Linked DNA regions of Mus musculus: region 2 is linked to region 1. A link is a contact called in public promoter capture Hi-C data. All regions are on one chromosome and are shown on one strand. Each heading gives the region's core, a stretch centred on a gene start, on an enhancer-like site or on the middle of the called end of the contact. The rest is flanking DNA. Distances are from core to core; before and after follow the strand shown. Region 1 overlaps Rasgef1b (RasGEF domain family, member 1B). Region 2 overlaps A930011G23Rik (RIKEN cDNA A930011G23 gene).

Region 1 (6,255 bases), core at 2,633-5,132:
AGCTCACATATTAATCTCTGTGTCTGCCCACACTTAAGGTAGATACAGCTAAATAGCGTGTTAATAACTCTTAATTAGAAATAGACAGTCCCAGGCCGTGGAGGGGAAAGCACTTATGCTAGTGTTTAGTATGAGTGTAGCTGGCAAGGATGGCTGTGGCTTGTAAATACGGAATCAAAGGGAAATACAGCTGTTTACAGATAGTCAGGGGGAGAGAAAGAAACATACTAATTATTCTAGGCATTAAGTGAAAAACTTAGAAATTTGGGGCCAGTAGAACATTTGCCAGACAGACATAAGTGTGATGATGTACAGGAGAAACAGTAAGCAAAGCGTTCCGTGGAGGGATTTCGTGTCGGAGGCTTAACATGCCTTTTACAGTGTTCACCGTGAACTCTTCTTGATAAAAGAGAGAGGGTGCACTGTTGTATAATTAGCAAAGGTGACTCCTGGGGCTGGGGGTGGCCTGCAGGAGACAATCCAAGGATTCTGGTGCCGGAAGTTGCTTCAAGGGTAGGACCCAGAATAAGTGGAGATTCAAAGTCTCTTAGGTCATGCTTCATAAATATCACTTACCTCAGCTGAGCCTTTGATAGGCAGGTGCTAACCGGCTTCAATAGAGTCGAGGTTATTTGAAGCAGGCCCGGAGGGCTAACTTTGTGTGTTAAAGCTTGTTGGGCAAGGGATAGCTTTGTAGTTTCCGTGTGGCTGATAAGTTTCTGGGAACAAGTTTGGCACGGATGTAACGCTGTCACCTAGAAAGAGGCACCTGGCAGTGAGTGAGCGATGTCCCATTTGTGGAGAGATGCACTGGGCCTCCGTGTCAGCTCTCTGGAGAAGTGGTTCCCTCAGCTCTGTGCTGCAGAGATAACACCTCAAGACACCTGACCTGACCCGTGTCACTGTGTCTTACTGCCATTCTCCTATCCTAAGATCCATGACAGGAGGCAAAACCAGCTCTTCTGAGCACTTAGCTCTCTCATATGGTTTTAACCCAAGACTTAATGCTTTCAAGCTTCTTTCCTGGCGCCGTGAGGAACGCCCCGCTGGCTGTGGCTCTTCTGATCCGTTTGCCTGTCTTAGGTTCTTCCTGCTGAGAATGAACCGATGCAGATGGACACCCACAAAGGTGAATGTCCAACAGTGCAGTTTGCCGGGAGCGTTCTGTTAGGGATGGCAGCTGCTGGCTGCTCGGCAGGGCCTAGGTTGGCTCAGTGGCTTTGGCTTATGACAAACTGGTCAAAGGATGAGTGCCATCCCAGGGCTGTATCTTCTCTGAAGCTAAGATCTGAGTCACAGTCAATTTTTCAGTTTGGTTCAATTATACGGAGCTATCCATGCTGCCGGCCGATCTCTTCTCTGTTGCTTCTCAGAGATAGGAACTAGAAATTGCTTCTAAACTTGTTTCTTCCCATAAAAGAAATACATGGTTATTATTATTATATTTAAAGATCTATTTTAGTTATTTTATGTCTGTGAGTACACTGTTGCTCTCTTCAGACACACCAGAAGAGGGCCTCAGATTCCATACAGATGGTTGTGAACCACGATGTGGTTGCTGGGAATTGAAGTCAGGACCTCTGAAGGAGCAGTCGGTGCTCTTAACTGCTGAGCTATACTTCTAGACTTTATTATTATTATTATTATTATTATTATTATTATTAATTTTAAAGATAAAATGCAGTGATTTGAAAATGCCAAATTGATGGCTTTTGGTCTTTCTTATGGAAATAAAAACCATAGTGTTTCTTTTCATTTGTTTACTGAGATCTGGTCTTTATCCACAAGGTCACAGCTTCAGGAATTGGGGGAAATGGAGGAAAGGGACAGACATCCTCTGACCCCAACTTCTCATTGATGTTGATACGCTTGTGTTAACAGCATGGAGAGGTCAGCTGGCTCATTAGTAGGTAAACAGGATTTACTGGGGAGTACACTGAACGCATGTACATGGAGGACATGCCTGCCTTCACTGGCCAGGGCTTCAGGATAGCTGCCATTTCTTGGCTGCTTTTATCCAGAATTTAGGAATTGGCTCCACACATAACAGTTGCTTGATTTGGGTGTGTTCTGGCTAGTCCTCTAAATTCCTAGTTCCCTTCTCATTCCATAAATCATGGCGCTAAGTGCCTTGTGCTAATGTGTTAAAGGCCCTTGCTGCACTTAACAGTCTTGGCAGTCTCCCTGCTATCGAGTACCTAAATTTCTCTTCTCAGAGAGACCTCCCACGACTCCAAGTCACAGACCCTCCCATTTTTGACTTATACCTTTTGTTTCCTGGCACTCTAGGGCTTGTAGTTCATTGTTTGTTGTTCCATTGGACTCTAGTCACTTTGTTCACGATGGTTTCTTTAACTCCTATTTAATGCTGGGCATGTACTTGGTTCCCAGTATATTTGAATGGATGGATGGATGGTGGATGGACGGACGGATGGATGGATGGTGGATAGATGGATGTTGGATGGATGGATGTATGTTCGATGGATGGATGGATGGATGGATTGATGGTGGATGGATGGATGGATGGATGGATGGATGGATGGTGGATAGATGGATGTTGGATGGATGGATGTATGTTCGATGGATGGATGGATGGATGGATGGTGGATGGATGGATGGATGGATGGATGGTGGATGGATGGTGGATGGACAGATGACTGAATGAACAAGCAAGTCAATTATGAGAATGGGGAAACATTATTCCTCCCAGTTGAAGAATCCTTGGTTTGAATTGGGACCTGTTGCTTCTTGCCTCTGACTTCAGGGGATATTTTCTTTTTGGCAATCGGTGAGTCCAGGTGTGCCCTGTGTATAATTTAGTCAGGTTCTTTAGGATCTGCTAGGACAGTTCCACATAATTTGACTTAATGTGCTTCTCCCCTGGGGATTTGCCCCAGATGAAGTGGTTTTATTAGGGCTCGCCTGAAAGACACACAAAATAAAACTAATGATTGAATTTCATGACAAACGACCGGAGTGGGCGGCATGCAATTTCCCTTCCTTAAGGGGCTGGCCTTTGTAATAAGGACTTCAGCCTTTATTTGCCAGGTAATTACTGTCGCTGGCAACTGAAGTTATAAAGAAGAATAAGTACATATTTAGCAATTCATGACTCAGTGAGGAGGCATGCTTAACTTCACAGGACCTGATTTCTCAAACAGCATCAGACGAAAGCAGGAAGCTTTGAAAGGGGTCACAGTACCCCCTCTCCCTCCCTCCCTCTCCCTCCACACAGATTTCAATACTTCCGTTGTGTACTTTTTTGTGTTATATCTTGCTGTTGGTTTTTGTTCACTGTGACTTGCAGTTCCCCCACCCTCTTTCCAAACATGACATTTTTCAGAGGAGAACACAAATCTTTCACCTGATAAGCCTTTCAGGAGAGCTCCGCTTCCTACCCATTGCTGCCTGCCAGAATCATCTGAGGTGGATCTGCAGTGTGCTGCGCAGACTGTGCCTCATCCCAGTTCAGGCAGAAACCTGCCCCAAGCTGCAGCCCATCCTGCTCAGCCCACTGGGATTTTTGGTTTTGTTTGGTTTGTTTGTTTGTTTTGCTGGGACCTTCAGGTGGTGACCGGTAGAAAAGTGGCCATTCCCACCAAAAGTCTCTTGAGTTAGGGACCCTGAGAAGGTCGAGAGAGGCGAGGTGTGAGATATAGACTATCTTGTGTGGGATGTAAAATGACGCACATTTTAAAGATGAGTGTTTTGCTTTCCCAAGTGGAAAGGAACTTTTCTACACATGCTCCTTACATTAGTATCCAGGAAAGAGCACTGGGCTGACTTTTGCTTTATTTACAATAAATCGAGTAGTGTAGGAATCTGTTCTGACTATCGAGTAAGAACATTTACACAGTAAACATGCCAGCCCCACTCCTGTGAACAGCAGTTAGTGATGCCAGCTTTGTGTGTACCTTGCTCCTTGGCTCAGATGTACTCAGGCATGGCTGAGCTCACCCATAGGAATGGTGGGCTTAGAGAATTCAGTTTGGGTTTTGTTTTTGTACTCTTTAACTCTTCTCAGAAAAATTTGACCGAGATGTCCCTTATCTACCCCAAAATACACTTTTTATGTCAGTAACGGCAGTTGTGGCCTACGCTTGTAACTAGTTTTTGTTGCTGTTGTTTTGTGTGCGTTGGCATTGGGCTTTCCTGTGTATCTGTGTGATGGTTTTGGGACTCCTGGAGCTGGAGCTACAGACAGCGGTGGAGCCTCCATGTGGGTGCTGGGAATTGAACCCAGGTCCTCTGGAAGAGCTCTAACCACTGAGCCATCTCTCCAGCCTCTGTAAATAAGTTGTAATGACTGCAAAAAATGTAACATGTTTTCTACTCGGGGTGCCACATGATGTAGCTAACGTGTCTAAAGGAGAGTCATATATTGGGAACTGTTGCATAGCTTTAAGAAGCAGTAGGAACACGCATGTAGACATTTATAAGGACGTTTGGTAGAGAAGATCAAAGTACACATCACAAGTCAGTTCTGGTGTATCTCAGTGTTGCTAGAGAAGGTGAGCTTGGGCTGGGTATAACGTAGCCCAGTACTTGCGTTTGACTCGTTTGGATGTCAAGGGAAGACATATTTTTCTTTGAGTGATAAATACAAATTAACAACCTCCAACCTTAATCCTCAGTGGGACCTAGATTGTTTGAAGTTTTGTTTGTTTGCTTTTTCCTTTGGGGGGGGGGGTGTTGTTTATTTGTTTGAGACTGGTTCTCATGTATCTCTGGCTGGTATCAAATTCGAAAAAAAAATATATCTTTTAGGCTTACAATTTTCAAATTTCGAAATGTTGGCAGATGCTACTGGGCACCTTTTAAAAAGCCATTGAGGAGTAAGCATAGGCTTGCCCGCATCTGTAGGCTCCCTGGGTCTGTCCTCCTGTGGAGCTATCTGCCTAAGTGCCCAGCTGGCATTGAGTCAGTCTGCACGGCTCTTGCCAACATGAGCATCATAATTTACCTCGAAGGATGGTTGGCTGTTAGCAGTTGGAGGATAGAAAAGAAAGACCAGAATAACTCCATATCAAATAACTATACTCAACAAAGGAAGGAAGGAAGGAAGGAAGGAAGGAAGGAAGGAAGGAAGGAAGGAAGGAAGGAGAAAGAGTGGTTGACTGGGAAGTCACTACTTTGCTTTAAAGAGTGTTTTAGAGGCAAGTGGTCGACATTTACCTATAATATATGAAATACCTTTGTAACCTATGCCTCCTAAGAGTCATGAGTATAGCACGGTGCAGTCATCAATGAGGTGGCATCTGGTGGTAGCATTGTGGCGAGAGCTGCCCTGAGAGAGAATGCCAGTGAACATCAGTACTGACCCGTGCACGGGAGGGAATGGACGTGAGTCAAGAGAGGTCAGATGACAAGAGTGAATACCCAATTCCACTGTAGATGGGAAAGATCAGGAAGGTGGACTAGACAGTGATGGTGCATTCTTGTCACGTAGCTGCTGTGCACTTGGCAAAACAGGGCTGGAAATTATAGGCATGGAGAAGCCCCGTAGGTGACTGTAAAATCATGGGAAGACGATGATCCACCTTGAGATAGTGAACAGAGACAGTTTCACTAGAGCACGCTTAGTTGTATGTAGTACTCATTATGCTGGACCACCTCTAGAGCTAATCTGAAGTTTCTGAGGTGTTTTTGAGGCCCAGCCTGAATTATATCTTCACAAGCAACCTGAGAGAACCTAGGTTATTGAAACCTAGGTGTTTAGCTGCTAGAGCTCAGAGCATTTGAAGACAGGGTGTCTGAGGCCTCACAGTGCTGGAGAAGAAGCAGGGCAAGAATACCATCCTCCCTTCACTTCCTAGCAGACGTACCGGAAGAACGTCCAGCAGATGATGCAGTGTCTGATCCGAAAACTCGCCGCCCTCAGCCAGTATGAGGAAGTCCTGGCCAAACTCAGCTCCACAGCCACGGACCGGCTCACGGTTCTGAAGACCAAGCCCCAGTCCATACAGCGGGACATCATGACCGTCTGCAGCGACCCTTACACATTGGCCCAGCAGCTGACCCACATCGAGCTGGTGAGGCGCTATCTGCTTTGCCCTTTGCAGCCACAGCTAGTTTGCTTTGGCAACCAGACTGTTGGCTGATAGTAAATCTCGGGAGAGAGGTCAGAATCACTCAAAAGGGGAAACATCCACAAAGCAGCCAGAGCGTGATTTGTGTGGGCATCTGAATATGGATGCCGATATCCCGAGAATTTACTCGTAAACACACCCTAAACAAGACGGGAAGCAGAGTCTA
Region 2 (5,964 bases), core at 3,140-5,639, 290 kb before region 1:
CTACTGCTGATTCCTGAAGGCTCTGGGAATCAGAGAAACAATCTGAATGAAAGAACTTGACATTCTCAGTACAACCGCAAAACCCCATCCCAACCAAGACCTGGAGAACAAACCCTGCCAAACTATCTAAAAACGTTTCTTCTGCACGGCCATTGCCCCCCATTGAATCTTTCCTGAGAGATCCATGTCCACCTTTACTCTCCATTTAGCTCTGAGAGTCAAGATGGTGCCTAGGAGGGACTTTGTCACTGGAGGGCAACAATTCTTTCTAACACCTGATTTGAGAGGCAGGAATGGGCAGATATAGGTCTTGACTAACCACTCGCATCAAGGAATACAGCATGTGGTAAATGTAGGTAATCTTGAAGCCCACCGCCCAGGGAATGGTCATGGGGGAAGTGTATCTACAAACCTTTATCTCAATAGAATCTGTTAGCATGGATCCATTGTGGGCACACCACTATGGACACGGTAGTGTCCAGGGCTCCTGCTTGGTACCTTCTTCATTCATCTTGATCCATATCCTTTCACAGTCCCAAAAACTGGCTGCCTGATGTCAACCTCCATCTTTGTCCATTTCCAGATCTCTTGTGCTCTCTACCTCTTCTGCCAGGATTTGTACTTTCATTTTCCTTGAAATCATCTGGCCTAGCTGAATCACCCAGTGCCCACCTATACCTGCGCATGCCTGCACAGATATGCACGCACGCCCATGCAGAGATCCAGGGTAATGAAGGGGTTGGGCAGGGTGAGCAGCTGTAAGTCAGTGAGTGACCTGAGTAGTGTTGGGGTTCCCTGCAGATTAGGCATCACTGAAGAATCCTAAGCATGAGAACAGCAGTCACAAAGATCTCTATTTGTGAACACGGTACACATGATGCTCTAGAGGCAGCCAACACCAAGAAGGATGCTCACACATCAGGTCAGGCTGTAGCCAAAGGCATGTGTTACAAGTTAGCTGGTTTTGAGTCTGTCTGTCTCATCTCAGTTCTCAGACTCTTGATTCACACTCTCTTTTTCTTTCAAATCAAAATAAATTTATTTAAAGCTGGGCCAGAACTAGAGACAGACATATTCTTAGCCTCTGTCTGTAGCAACACCAGGTACTCCATTGACCTCTGCGTTCAGCCCCAATACGTTGTTCTCTTGATTCACATTTTCAAAACTAAGCCAAATAGGCAAGCTGAATGACAAATGGCAAGCCACCTGGAACTATTAGAGATGGAGGCAAAAGAGGACCAAGGAAGAGAAAGGAGCCATCGGAGGAAGTGGGCTCTTACTTCATTCAAGGGATAAGGATGGACAAGTGATGCCAGTTGTTAGGGAAGTGCATCCAAGCTAGCATCGAAGCAGAGGATGCAGAGGGAGGTAAGAGAAAAGTAAGAGCCACCTGTGTGGCCAGAGAAAAGATAGATGTCCTGGTATTTTAGATCCAACAATTAAAATGAATGTAAAATTAAACCACTTATTCAAGGTGGAAGGTGAGTGCAGGCTTGATGTCTCTTGCATGGAATCCCAGTTGGAAGGTGTAGACTGTAAAAAATAAAAGATTCATAAATGCACATCCTCTTCAAAACATACTAATGATGAAAAATCTATTTAAGAACTTGTAGCTTTCTGTGTTGTAAAAGGGGCAGTCTGGGGAGGAATTGGGTTTATGTCACAGGGGCAAGAGTGGCAATGTCTAAAGCAGTCATGAGGAAAGAGCGGTAACGACTAAAGCGGACACCTTAGAGTAGACGGACCGGGACCTGAGACTGAAGCCCACATCCCAGTGTGGTTTGCAGTGTGAGTGTGAAGGTAAGCGCTGATTAATGACATTAGCAATAGCCATGTTCCACACAAGGAATGACAAGGCATGACGCGTGAGTGAGCAGTGCCCCCGACACCTCAGCCATGGCCACAGATGAATTGTTTCTTCTTAAGAAGCTAGGAACTCAATAGGGAAACATGGGAAGAAGTTAAAATCCTATTTAAACAAAGAAGTATGGAGATACAAGTTCAGACCGCAGCACCGCATAGAAAGTCAAGAATGGGGACCGTGCCTGCAGTCTGGGGAGGCAGAGGTCCCAGTTCTCTGGGTTTGATGTCCAGCCAGTCTGGATAAATCACTAAGCCCCAGGCTCAGTGAGAAAACTTGTCTGAAAAAAATAAGGTGGAGAATTACTGAAGAAGACACCAGCATCGGTCTCTGACCTCTGCACATCACTAGCATGCACCTCCCCATGCACACAATGATGTAATATACACACGACACACACACATACACATACATGCAACATATATACTTACATGTACACACATACACACATATACACATGCATGCATATACACATACACATATACACATACACACATATACACATACATGCACACATATATACTTACATGCACACACATACACACATATACACATACATGCATATACACATACACATATACACATACATACACACATATATACTTACATGCACACACATACACACATATACACATACATGCATATACACATACACATATACACATACATGCACACATATATACTTACATGCACACACATACACACATATACACATACATGCATATAACATACACGCATACACATACATACATGCACACACACACACACACACACACACACACACACACACACAAGAAAAGGGGCACTCTGCCTATGAACTAGAAATGGCTGTCACATCCAGGGCAGAAGCTTTGAAGGTAGGATTGAGTCAGGAAATGCAGGAGAGCGGGAAGGAGAGCTGACAAAACGTAATCCCAAAAGACAAGGTCACAAACTCTCATAAGATCAGGCATGGCCTGGGAAGTGAAGAGCACAAACGCCCAGAGGAGAGAACATTCCAGCAGAGCAACGGGCTCACCCTTGTGCTGCACAGTCTTCTCTAGGTCCTGACCATTGAACCCAGGGCCTGTATACACAAAGCGCACACCACCAAGTCACACCCCTGGTTCTGGATCAAAGGAAGATGATATGGGGAGACTGTGGCAAACAGGACGAAAACAATTTTAATGTTAAAGAGTAAAAAAAGGTCTTAGAGATTGTATCCATATTCAAGTTGCTATAACAAAGTTTTATTGGCATTCATGACTGAAGTTATTGGCTAGATAAATAAATGCCATGTCACAAGATATATAAAGGGAAAAACAGGAATAAAGGGAAGTCCCAAAACATTCCAAAGAAAGAAGATAGTCGAATGGAGGTTTGAATTAAGAGTATACTTTTATTCAATCTAGAAAACCATTCTTGAAGAACTTGGAGAAAACTTGAAGTGTTGGTTAGATGTGCTGAAAGGTTCTGAGGTTCCCATTAGTCTGTATGGCTACTTGTAAAATCACGGAACAGAAAGGCTAGGAAAGAAATGCCTGGGGACAATAAACTCTGACCCCTAATATCAGGCCTCGTTGTCTCTGTAATCTGTTAATTTCTGCACCAGTCACAGTTAGTCAAGGAAATAGAAGCCGGAAATATAAAAGATCTGTTGCATGGATCTGGACCCGTCCATATGATGGAGGCACTGGGGCTATAGCAGTGAGTCCCAGCCTCTTGAAATATATAGCCTGGTGGTTATGAAGGGGACATAGAAGGGACAGGGGAAGGGGGACATAGTGAGGGGAGGAAGAGATAGAGAGGGAGGGGGAAGAAGGGGAGGGGGATGGAGGGAGGAGAGGGGAAGGGAGGGAGAGAGAGAGGTAAAATGCACATCAAATGATGTGTTTAGAATATAATATTATAGACATATGTGTGGATGCATTGGGAGATCAGGAAGTGCCATGGGATTGGCAGACAGAATGGACATGGACTTGTGGTAGAGATGGAGAGATAGGTAATGAACCAGTGTGGGTTTTCGCTCTGCACAAGGAGATTAAGAAGGAAAATGGGAATAAAAATGAAATTAAGAAGTCAGCAAGCATTCCTCATGCTCATTCTTTCTCTTCTTACATATTCATGATGTGCAACTCCTCCCCCAGGAGGCTACAGAATCCCATCAACGGGGATGATATCCTTTTATGGCCTATTAAAAAAAATACACGTCTCAGAGGCCAGCTGCACATCTGCTAGGCTCTAGCAAAGAGAATGTTGTATATACTTTTTTTTTTTTTTACATTCAAGATTAGTGCATTTCAGCTTGCTGTAGTTAGAAGAGAGCTCATCCCACAGAGTTTGGTCCTGGGATCCTGTCTAAGGGCGTCGAGGATCTGAAGAAAGGACAGACACAAGGACTGTGTGCACTCTGGTAAGGCGGCACCAGCCACCTCAGTGACTGAGAACCTCGGACTGTTTGTTCTGCACAGCACATCTGGGAGGAGGCCTCTGCAGTTGTTCTTGTAGCTCATACTGGTCAGTCGTTTGTAAACACTCATGCTTGGGACTGAAGAGGGCGTTGTCTTTTGTAGCCTCACCTAGGAGAAAAGCTTTGCCAACTTCCCCTAAGTTCAAGGCCTAGATCCTTGGCATGGCTGCCTCCTGTCAAACAATGTATTTGTTCAGAACACCACTCATGCAGGACTTTGCTCCGTAAAGAAGGTGACAGAGATGGTGGAATGTAGGTATGACTAATGTACCAAATTCCAGTCTCGGCTCAGAGGACTCCATGGGAAAGAGGTAATTTCTACAACGACTGTGTCTGACCAGAAAGGCGACAGTGTGGCTCCTTATCCTTCCCCAAACCAAAATAAACCCTCGTGGTATCAGCATGGGGGCTGGGCTGAAGGGAGTAGAAATTAACTCCAAGAGGTTTAATGAACAACCATGGCTTGTTTCTAAGACACCAGGAATGGGTCTGAGAGTTGGGAAGGTAGTCCAGCTTCAGAAAGGGACTAGGAGTAGACATTGGGATTTTCAGGTCTCTGATTCCAGCTCAGTGGCTTCATTTCCTTTGGGGCCATCTTCCTTTGCTGGCTAGAACATGTGGTGGACTGTCTGTCAACCCTGAAGTTATTAGTGCTGAGCTTTGTCGAGAGACTCCTGGTTTCAAGCCTGGGTGGATGCTTTGGACGGAATATTTAGCCTAGTCGATCAGTGATGACCCAAGTCCAGGAAAGAAGGCCTTCGAGAGCCACAGTGGACAGATGTATCATGGACAAATTAGTTTCTTCCAGGAATCACATTGGAAGAGAAAGAACAGGGTTGGCATACCACACACCTAGGCTCATTTGTGAATATCTTCCTTTATAAAGATTTATTTTTTTGTCATATGTACACGTGCCTGCATGGATGTTGTACGCATATCCTCTGTGTGCCCTGTGCACGCAGAGGACAGAAGGCAGCACCCAATCACCCACACCTGGAGTCACAGACAGTTTTGAGCCTCCATGTTGGTTCTAAGAACCAAATGTGGTTCGTCTACAAGATTAGCAAGTGCCTTCAGCTGCCCGAGCCATCTCTCTAACCCCTACTTATGAAAAATCGGATTTCTGTCTTTACTCTTTTCTTTGCCCTGATCTGTGGGGCAGCCATTATTACCACATCCCTGGGAAACAGACTACAGTGAGATCTTTCAGGAAACAATAGACAGTGTGATCACTCGTCCCCCTACTTTCCAATCTGCTTACCCCGAAAATTAAAACAAAACCAAAATAAACTAAGTGAGTAATAATAATATAATTAGATCATTGCTTAGCTCTCAGGAATGCAGACACAGCCTTGGAAATGGTTCTTGAGACACAGCCTTTCTTATCTTGGGAAAGCAGATGGTAGGTCGGTGGTAAGACTGTATATCAGGTTAACATTCTGATGTGTGAGCATGGTGCTTTAACTTCATGGTGTCCTTGGTGAGTGCACCACTCAAGGTTCTGGCTCCTTGAGCATCCTCCGGGTCAGTCTTCTAAGAAAACAAGGAGGAAAGGCTCACATTGCATGTCCCTCTCCTCCAGGGAGAGAACATAGAGATCCAGACAGAGACTCAGGCAAATGCAGAGGAATGTGGATTCACACTGAAACACTGC

The links. Capture Hi-C pulls out chosen DNA fragments and counts their contacts.
Region 2: a promoter capture Hi-C map of liver shows a contact between it and region 1. The contact joins two enhancer-like sites. A contact is called at or near these places in 11 of 39 promoter capture datasets (the HPC-7 cell line, cranial neural crest, embryonic stem cells and 7 more), 1 of 15 datasets of contacts at CTCF or cohesin (the NIH/3T3 cell line), 9 of 484 Hi-C or Micro-C datasets (the HL-1 cell line, bone marrow-derived macrophages, cortical neurons and 4 more), 8 of 115 datasets of contacts at active chromatin or transcription factors (embryonic basal ganglia, embryonic forebrain, embryonic hindbrain and 5 more) and 2 of 9 other capture datasets (adipose tissue and liver).

Annotation. Positions count from the first base shown.
Region 1 is chr5:99,234,253-99,240,507 of GRCm38.p6, reverse strand. It overlaps Rasgef1b (RasGEF domain family, member 1B), which reads left to right. Exons shown (of 14, transcript NM_181318.4): 5 at 5,820-6,032. Among named protein-coding and RNA genes, the nearest start is that of Rasgef1b, 16 kb to the left of the region's middle. Within about 2 kb of position 3,882, at least 29 of the 459 cell types and tissues checked have an H3K27ac peak or open chromatin away from gene starts, as enhancers often do. A contact at or near this core is called in liver, where this site is marked.
Region 2 is chr5:99,525,601-99,531,564 of GRCm38.p6, reverse strand. All of the region lies in intron 2 of A930011G23Rik (RIKEN cDNA A930011G23 gene), which reads left to right. Among named protein-coding and RNA genes, the nearest start is that of Gm35253, 18 kb to the right of the region's middle. Within about 2 kb of position 4,389, at least 21 of the 459 cell types and tissues checked have an H3K27ac peak or open chromatin away from gene starts, as enhancers often do. A contact at or near this core is called in liver, where this site is marked.